2 separate regions of the Oryctolagus cuniculus genome follow, and region 2 is linked to region 1. A link is a contact called in public Micro-C data. All regions are on one chromosome and are shown on one strand. The core of a region is the stretch at or near the end of the contact, and the rest is flanking DNA. Distances in the headings are between cores, read along the strand shown.

Evidence for each region. A called contact is a pair of places that touch in the nucleus more often than the background predicts.
Region 2: a Micro-C map of ear pinna shows a contact between it and region 1, with 4 times the contacts expected there. The contact joins the promoter of LPCAT3 here to the promoter of PEX5 in region 1. A contact is called at or near these places in 2 of 6 Hi-C or Micro-C datasets (ear pinna and an unstated tissue).

What each region holds. Positions count from the first base shown.
Region 1 is chr9:102,374,058-102,379,090 of mOryCun1.1, forward strand. PEX5 (peroxisomal biogenesis factor 5) reads right to left here and starts at 3,076. Exons shown (of 15, transcript XM_070049300.1): 1 at 2,887-3,076; 2 at 1,338-1,497; 3 at 1,046-1,081; 4 at 639-771; 5 at 363-494. The coding sequence starts at 1,481.
Region 2 is chr9:102,518,322-102,523,354 of mOryCun1.1, forward strand. It overlaps LPCAT3 (lysophosphatidylcholine acyltransferase 3), which reads left to right and starts at 2,606. Exons shown (of 13, transcript XM_002712747.5): 1 at 2,606-3,169. The coding sequence starts at 3,019.

The DNA of each region.
Region 1 (5,033 bases), core at 1,826-4,325:
CACTTCCCAAGGCCCCAGCTCTGTTCAAGCTGAGTTCATGTCAGAGATCCAGGTGCTGTGCTAAATATTTCTTTCCTGGGCAACACTTCCATCCACCCAGTCTATGGGTCTCCTCCACTAGACTACAGCAGTAAAATTTCAGGTAACAAAGAGGTAGCCCTAACTCCCTGTTCTCTCCAGTTCAAACCTAGTCCTCTGTAATGTAAGTTTCAATTTCCTATCATCATCCAGCGTCCTGCAAAAACTAGCAAGAGACCAGAAAATCCTGGGCGACCAGAATAACCCTATATGCCACGATTAGGGAAACGCTACAGAACTCTGCCCCACAGGAGCTACTGTAGATTGTCCATGACAAGCCTCACCTGTGACTTCAGCGATGAATTCCTGCGACCAGTCGGTCTCATTATAATCCTGAGTTACGTCCACAGCATCTCCTGCTGCCAGAAACTCCTGGGCCCAGTTCTCAGATAACGCCAAGTCTGCCACACCAGGGGCTGAAAAGACAGAGACACAGGCCCTAAGGAAGGAAAATAACTCACTACACTTCACGTCATCCCACCTAAGAGGAAAACCGGCTTCCTCCGACTCCTCCTGCATCGCAGGTCCCCAGGCACGAGCTCCGGGGACGCTGCACCCACCTCTCTGGGGAGCCTGGCGGAAGCTGGACTGTTCAATCTCCTGCATCTCGGCCAGGAGGTCGTCCATCTTGAAGGTCTGAGGCGCGCGGGACACAAGCGGCGCATGCTGGTCATGCAGGAATTCGGCCACCAGCTATCAAGAAAGATGGGGACACGCACCCAAAGAGTCAGGGGGCCCCCGACAACCAGCAGGGCCCGCTGGGAAGGGACACTGATGTCGGACAGCAGACAAGGGAAGCAAACCGCACATCCAATAAAGAGAAACGTTCTTTCATTAGCTTTAAGAAACACAAAGAATGAAAAAGCAGACAAATGTCACGCGATCAGTAGAGTCCAAAGACCAAAACACGGGTGAAGTTTAAAGGTAAGAAAAAAAAATAGGATAGAAAAAAAACTAATACGTGTACCTCATCTTCAGAGGCTACTCCTAAAGGTTTGGAGACCTAAGACAAGGAGAGAGAAAAGCGTTAGGATTCAGACGAAGGCCACAGCCATTTACATGACCTTGGGCAAGTCCAGAGCCTTCCCAGGGACTCAGTTTCTTCATCCATAAAATGGTCGCCTTTATCTACATAAAGATGCACGGCGCTTAGTCAGCGCTCATTAACTGCTAACTACTACTATCTGCAACACAATAGAGAAAGCAGCTCTCCCAAGGGGGCCCCAACAGGAACCTCCCGCTCGTCCGCGGCCACGCACCTCTGCGGCGGGGGCTCCCGGGGGCCAGGGCCCAGGCCTCAGGCCCTCCTGCCGAAGGGCCTTGTCCTGCGTGAAGTGCCCGGCCAGCTTCATGAGCGGGTTGGCACCCCCGCACTCGGCCTCCACCAGCTCCCGCATCGCCATGGTGACCGCCAGCCCCCTGATGGACACAGGTCTGGAAGTGAGGTCCCGAAGCCAGCCCCTTCCCCAGCCCGGTGCTGAGGGAGGTGACGGACATCTGTCCCACCCGGGCCAGGCTGCCGGCCGCTGGCCACCCTCTGCCCCTGTGCCGGCCGCTGGGCCCCCCACCTCTGCCGGCCGTCCGAGCAGAGCCGGCACCCGCCAGCGGCTCCCGCGGCTGTGGTCTCAGCTGCGGAGCCGGCCAACAGCCGCCCCCCACAAAGGGGCGCGGACCCCAGGGGGATACGAGGCACGCCTCACTGAGCGGGCTAGACAGGGACACTGGCGGGGCAAGCAGCAGGGAGGGCGCCGCCGGGCCGTCCACCCCGACCCCCGCGCCCCCAGCGTCCCGTGAGCGCTGCGGGGCGCCATCCAGTTCCCCCAAATCACCTGAGCCCCTCCCCCCGCTCGGCCCGGTCCCAGCCCACCTCGCTCGCGCCCCCGACCACCCCGTCTCCCACTCCGCGGTGGCTGCTCCAGCCCCTCCCCCGGGACCCGCGAGGCCACCGCAGGAACCGGGGAGAAGCTGGGGCACTTGTCCTCGCGACCCTTTGGGGCCAAGAGCTCACCGCCGCGCGCCGCGCCGCACGACCCGCCGGGGCACCTGGTGCGGACTTGGGGGAGGGGAGCGGAGGGGGCGGAGAGTCGGAGGCGGGGCTCAGTCTTAAAGGGGACGTGACCGCCGCGCTCCCGTCGAGGCCCTGCGGAAGCCGATAGAGGAGGCGTGGCCTTAAGACTGCGACGCCGCGTGACGGGAGGAGCCGTGAGTCTTAAAGGGGTAGGAGCGCCTTAAAGGGGAAGTCTTGGCGAGTAGGCTCCGCGAGCGTTCCAAGGGGTCGCGGACGCTAGGAATTTTTTAGAAGGAATGCTCAAAGAGAACTGAGAGGTCTCCTGGGCTTAGGGGGCAAGCCGACGGCGCGGAATCCCGGGCTTAGCTCTTCTCTGAGGGCGCATCGTGATTCTAAGCCTCAGTTTCCCCCGCTAAAATGGGGCTGGCTCATCTTCCCGAGCCCAAGTGAGAAAAAGGTCCTAACACCAGGGGCTTTGGGGGTCAGATCTAGGGCCTTCTTCAGACTCCTAGCCCTGCCTTCCTTCCAAATTGTCCCCTTAGGGGCAGCGTCACTGAGACCTAGCCCACCCACCCACCCACCCCCCGCCACGGGAAACAGCCCTGGATGATGACGAATTCCCGAGACTAAAATAGGGTGCAGCGCATCCCGAGCCCTCCGGCTGGGCGCGTCCTGGGAAGGCGCGGCGGGTTGCTCCTCTCCCCGCCTTCCTCCCTCATCGTTGGTCAAGGTCACCAAGGTGGCCGGACCCCCTCTGCACCAACGTGTGCAAGAGAAGCTTTTAACCACGGAATACGAACCCCGCCTCAGGCTTCACCGTCTGCCGGAGATTCTGCTCTGGTGTCAATGTCAAGGTTGCTTCCTGGGAAACAAGCCCTGCTGTCCCCCCTGACTCCAAGACCAGGAAGGTGAGGGACACGAGGGGTTCAGGGTTGCGGGGAGAAGATGAGCAAGGGCGGGTTAGTGCCCGCGAGACCCAAGTACCAGCCCAGCCCGGGGACCCCGAGAGGAGGCAGGTGGACAGCAGGTGGCGTCCTGGGCCAGGCTTGTGTGCCTCAGAGCCCCCCGCCTTTCCCCAGCCCGAGAGCCTGGAGTGTAACTTCATACCCGGGATAATAGACGCTCTGGTGCCTCGAGGGAGAGAGCCCGCAACATTTCTCCTTACCTTCTCTCCCTGACTTCCCCGTGCCCTGATCCCGCTCCCCCATTCTCCGGGAGACAAGGAGCCCTAGCCCTTGTGTGTCAGGTTGCCCTCACTGGGAAGATCCCGAGTGTCTTATAAACTGACATTTGTTTTTAAAATAGACTTTAAAAAGGGGGATCTCCTGCAGAGACCAAAGCTGAAAGCACATGATATGGTAAAATGTCAGAACATCGAGGCGACCGGAGAGGGTTTATGGAATGCTTGCTAACAGGCAGGTGTAAACACTGTATAAAGCAGGTATTAACAAACCCACTCACAGATAAGACTTGCCCAAAATCAGACATCTAGAAAATCAAAATTCAATCCACTCATAACTCCAGCTACCTACCCATTATACAACACTGTTTCCAAATTTTAGGGGAGCCTTGTTGCATAAATTCTAGAGAGTTTTTTTTTTTTTTTTTATATGAGAGGCAGAAAGACGAACAGAACTCCCATCGGCTAGTTCACTCCCCCAGATGCCTGGCTGAAGCCTGGGACTGAAGCCCAGAACCAGGACCCAATCCAGATCTCCCACTTAGACAGCAACCACTGGAGCCATCACCACTGCCTCCTGGGGTCCTCATCAGCAGGAAGCTGGAGTCAGGAGCCAGAATCAAAAATAGAGCCCAGGCACTCTGATGGGGACACAGGCATCTTAACCTGGGCCAAATGCTCATCCCATACTCTGAAGTGCTCTGGTCTGCGAGACCAGAGAATTCCCAGAACCTGGTCCGCACTCCCAGACTTGCTGGGAACAGTGGTTAGGGTTACTTGACTGTTTAGTGTTTGTTTATTTTACTGAAGTTCTAGATTTGTTAATTCAAGCTCATCTTTACGTTCTTATTCATAAAAGTAGTAATTTTTCTTATTTTTTATTTATTTATTTGAGAGGCAGAATTACAGAGAGAGGAAGAGACAAAGATAAAGGTCTTCCATCTGCTGGTTCACTCCCCAAGTGGCCTCTGCGCTGATCCAAAGCCAGAAGCCAGGAGCTTCTTCCAGGTCTCCCACGCAGGTGCAGTGGCCCAAGCACTCAAGCCATCTTCTGCTGCTTTCCCAAGGCATAAGCAGAGAACTGGGTTGGAAAGGAGCAACCAGGATATGAACCGGCACCCATGGGATGCTGGCACTGCGGATGGAGGCTTAGCTTATTACGCCACAGTGCTAGCTCCATAAGTAGTAATTTTTATGAAATAAAAATAATTTTTAATTCTTCTTTAATGTTTGATTCAAGCATAACAGGTTAAATTCCTCCAATTTTTAGACACTTATGTTGTATTTACCATGTGCCAGACATTGCAAACATGGATTTTTTTAGTCCTCATAAATTGGAAGTGTTGATTTATTTAGTCCTCGTAATAACTACTAGTAATAACAATAATTGTGGTCTCTGTGTTACAGATGTGGAAACTGAGAGGTTCAGTGACTTACCCCCGGTTATACTAATAAATCACAAAGCTGGGATCTGAAGTTAGATTACAGGGCCTGTAGGGAACCAACAGTAAGTACTTTTGGTTTTGCATCCACACAGTATCACCCTTCTCTACTCTGTTGTAGCATGAAAGCAGCCATCAAACAGGCATGTCTGTGTTCCGATAAAACTTTTGGTAGGCCCTGAAATTTTAAATCTATATTATTTTCATATGTCACTGAATATTCTTCTTTTGATTTTTTTCAACTATTTAACAATGTCAAAATCATTCTTAGCTTGCTGACTATGCACAAACAGGCGGCAGGCTGAGTGACCTCTGGCCTAGTTGG
Region 2 (5,033 bases), core at 1,356-3,855, 140 kb after region 1:
TATCACAGAATGAGTGAATTACAGCTGTCAAAATTTTCATGAACAATGGTATTATGAAAAAACTATGCATGAATCTCAAAAACATTTTCACCAAGATAAACTTGTACTACATTTTTGATGCCATGATTGAAAATGATCTAGTTTGAAGCACTAAGAAAAATAAGACATCAGCTTGGAAAAAAAAAAAAAAGCCTCTAACATGAACTCCAGTAAAATTGAAGCAAGAATAAATTTATGATGACACTTGGGTGGAAAAATGGTGAAATCATTGATAACTTTATAAAAACTTTATGGGAACGATGTCCCAAAGAAATCGGCAGTTTACAAAGGAATAATTCACATTTTAAAAAATTATTTATTTACTTGAAAGGCAGAGTGATAGAGAGAAATGAGAGAGAGAAAGAGAGAGTGAGAGAGAATCCATTGGTTCCCTCCCCAAATGGCAGCAACAGCCAGGGCTGGGTCAGGCCAATGGCAGGAGCCAGGAACTCCATCCATGTTTCTATGTGTACAGCAAGGACCCAAGCTCTTGGACCATCTTCTATTGCTTTCCCAGGTACATCAGCAGGAAACTGGATTGGAAGTTGAGCATCCAGGATTCAAACCAGCAGTCTGTTATGGGATACTAGCACTGCAAACAGTGGCTTAACCAACTCCCCCACAACACCAGCATAAAAGACAATGTTGAAGATAAAGCCCACAGTGACATACCATGAACATCAACTTGTGAGGAAAAAATTAACTTTCTCCATGCCCTGTTTGAAAAGGCATATTACCATTAGAAACAATAGCCAACATGACAGATATCTCAACTGGCTCAGCATTCACAATTCCGACAAACTAAAGCAGAGCAAACCTTCCATTTGATGGAAACCAAATTTGTTGGCCCCGATCAGCTGCAGACAAGAGCAGGGCTTCAGTAGAAATCTTAAACATGGGAGATCAAGATCCTAAGGTGTCTCAATGAAGAAGTTATAACAGGAGATGAAACAAGGATTTACCAGTACAATCCTGAAGACAAAGCATGATCAAAGCAATGGCTACCAAGACGTAGAAATGGCCAGTCAAGGTGAAAACAGACTGGGCAAGAGCAAAGGCCATGGCAACAATCTGGGGAGATGTCCAAGACATTTTGCTTTGTGACTTTTTGGAGGGACAATAAAGTCAAAGCCAAAGTTTTAGCAGAAAACCCTCTGTGAACACCTCACCAGAGGCCTCTCTCCTGTGACACTGCTTCTGCTCATTCCTCTCATTCAACAAGGGCACTTTTCCAGAAGAATTTTTTAAAAATAAAAACACACACAAAAAACCACATTTATTTATTTACTTGAGAGGTAGAGTTACAGAGGCAGAGACAGAGAGAGAGGTCCTCCATCCGCTGGTTCATTCATTTAATGGCCACAATGGTTGGGGCTGGGCCAATCTGAAGTCAAGAGCCAGGAGCTTCCTTGGAGTTTCTCATGCGGGTGCAGGGCCCCAAGCGCTTGGGCCATCTTGCACTGCTTTCCCAGGCCACAGCAGAGAGCTGGATCATAAGTGGAGCAGCAGCTGGGTCTTGAACTGGTGCCCATATGGGATGCCAGTGCTTCAGGCCAGGGTGTTAACCTGCTGCACCACACTGCTGGTCCCACTAAATACTTTTCTAAACAAATGACATACTTCCTCCCCTGTAAAAAGGTGACTGGGAAGAATCGACAGACCTAAGTTTAAATTCTCTCTCTGCCGCAGGCTGGGAAATGAACGGAGCAAGGTCTTGAGCTTCTCCAAGCATCCGTTTCTCTAAGAGGACACGGTAATAACAAACACCCTGCTGCACAGACACATTAAGTGCCCTAGTAGGTAAAAAGTGCAAAGGGCTAAAAAAGCACGAGCTGTAATTGTCCAAGAATGCCCTGCAAATTCCAGTTATTACAAGAGTTCCTTTGTCTCAGACGCTCATGGAACCTTGATCCTGTCCTGCAGAGTGCTCGCCTTCACGGCCAATTACATGGTCATTGATGCTATTAATTGTGCGTCATCCCCACGCCTGGGCTTCGGGCTCACGATGATGCTCACAAACCCAGCACAGGTCCTGACACATGCTAAGTGCAACACACTTTTTTTTTTTTTAAGCCTTAACAAGGGATTACCTGTTGGAAGCGAGAATGGGAGGCAGGTGCAAAGAAAGGGCTCTGCCTTACGCGTCAGCGCCGTTGGAACACTATAGCATATGTATAACTCAGTGACAGCACTAGTTTAATTTTTAATTAACAGGTGCCCGTTCGGCATGTTTAGATTTCATCGCCTCCTACAGGAAGGTCACGTTTTACTACAGGAAACTGCATGAGGGAAAGGATCCGTGGGATAAAAAATAAGAAGGTGCTGCCGGAGCACCCGGCTCTCCCCGCACAGCCTTGGGCAGTGGCGGCGGCTCGCCTAACGGCTCCGGAACCGAAGAACGGCCGGGAAGCGCCGTTAGGGGGCGCTCGAGGGGCTGCAGCAGGAATTCCCGCCTCCCCGTTACATGCCCCAGTAACCCCAGCGCGCCGGCGACCGACAGTAACCTCGCGGTCGGGTGACGGCCCCCTCCCCGCCCCGACTCTCGCCTGCTCCCGTCTCAGCCAATGGGAAGGCAGCGAGCGAGCCGGCCGGACACTTGCCCTCGCGGACTCCTCCCCCGAGCAGTTAGATCCGAGCGGCACCGTCAGCGCGCCGCGGGCCTCGGACTTTTCCAATCGCCGCCCTGGGTCGCGGCTCCACGCCCCGCCCCGCCCTCGCCGGCCGGCGTTCCCTCTCGCCAGGAGTCACCTTTGCCTTACAAACGTTCGGGCCCGCCCTCTTCCTACCTTACCGCGCTAGGCCCCGCCCCCTGCACGCCTCGACCAATCACCGGGTGGGTCTGGCGGCGCTGGGCGGACCTGCAGCCAATGCGCACGCCGTGGGCGGGCCCCGGGCCGGAATTGGGGGTGAAGCCACAGCGTCTTGCCCACATTCGGGGCGCGCGGAGCTGGGGGTCCCCGGGGGGCGCCCGCAGTTAAGATGGCGTCCGCAGCGGAGGGGGACGTGGGGACGGTGGTGGAGCCGATGAGGGAGCTGCGGTCGGGTTTCGAGGAGCTGAGCCTTAACAAGTTGGCGACGTCCCTGGGCGCGTCAGAACAGGCGCTGCGGCTCATCATCTCCATCTTTCTGGGTAAGGACCCTCCGGCTTCCCCCTGCCCCCTCGCAGAGTCCCGGGGAATAGAGGAGGCGAAGGGGCAGGACCCCAGGGTCTTGCCGGAGCCACCCCAGGAGGGCTTTGGGGAGTGCGGGTGTGAACCCTGAAGCACGCCAGCCAGCTGTTGAGGGGCAGACAGAAGTCCTGTCTGGGGTCTGGGCGCGCCGTGCCCTCCGAGCCGCTTCACCTTCGCCCCCCGCCGCGCCCTCTGGCCCCTCGGACGGCGCCCACGGCCACCCAGGGTGCCGTGCCCCACCCTGGGCCCCACGACCTGCACTTGCTGGCAGCCCCCCGGAGTTCCTGTCTCTGGCCATGTGTCCTCCTGCCAGTGTATTGACACCCCGGACACAAGCGCGTGTCTTACCAAGGCTAGATGTAGGCCCCTCAACTTCGGTACTTCACTCCTTCCCCAGCCTCATAGTCCATACTTGCACATTCTGATGATTTTATATTACACTTTCATCTCTTTCCCGTCCCGTTTCTAGTATTTTCTTATGCCATATTGCCACCCCTCTCCCCCGGTAGCCACCCACCTGTCATTTACTCTGAATTATCTTTTTAATGCTTGGCTTGGGAAACAGGACTAACAACCCCCTTAAAAACTATCCATGCTACTCCAAGCGTTTATTACCGGAATGGTTCAAAGGATGTGGTGTATCTGAGTTTATGTCACAACAAGCGGTTTTAAAACTGGTTTATAGACTTTTTTTAACCACATCCTCCCCTTATAGTTTTTTAATATGTGAAGCAGCTTGGTACAATGAAAAGAAGTGTGGGCTTTGAAGGTAAGCGAATGAGATCCGGTGTAGCTGCTGCTTCTCATAGCTTAGCCTCCCTGGGCCCAATTTTCTTATCTGTGAATGAAGACAATGCCGACCACTAGGTAAGTTAGTCCTGTAGGAATGCAGAGCTGAAGAGCTGAGACCGATAGACGAAATAATTTGAGCAGTGGGAAGTCTGTAAGAAGGTTGTAGAACTTTAGTTTGGAAGGTTTCATGAAGGTTACAGAACTTTGGCTAGGAGAGTGGGTGGTGGCGAAGAATTAAGCAAGAGGTAAAGTGGTGATAAGGAAACCAGAAGGGCCGGAGCGGAGCGTTGGACATCTGAATGTATGAAGTGTTAGATAAAGTTGGGCAAATGTGGAAAGCCTTCCATGCCAGAAGGAAGTCTGGCATTTCTCCAGCAGTCAGTGGAGACCTTGACATATCATATCACCAAAGGGTGTTACCCCATCTAGATAATGGGAGAGGCATTAATTCATATTTAAACAAGCTTGCCTAATGTCGCTGTTATTTGTCTGTTACATATCAAACAAGGATGATCTTCCGCTCTCTTTAGCTCTCTAAAACTGTAAGGTGTTAGAGGTGGGAAGGACCTTAAGTTATGCAGTTTGCTCAATGTCACCCAGGCATGACCCAAATGTGTCAGCACCCCACTAGAGGGTTCTTTGTGCCACACTAACTTTGAACTTCCTGCTCTTGCTTCTGACCCAGGTATTTGTTGGAATTGTAGTTGGTGATTAAGAGAGTTGACATCTGATAGTTAGGAAGCCCATGGTTGATTTCTCAACTATAAATTGAGACTGTGACAGGAGCAGCAGCAAATTATCAGGAGCAACCTTGTTAAATGGAAGTAGGACTTGGAATTTATCTTTATCTTTTGTGTGCACGCCTGCTGGGCTGTTGTGGGCTACTGTGTACTGTCTGGCGCATTCGGCTGACTAGGAAATGGTTTTGTCCAGACTACCACCAATCAGCAAAGTAGTAAACACTAGTCTCTTACACCTGCCACACTCCTGAGCCCCCTTGCCTGTTTTCCCTGTTTCCCGTATCCTCTTTTC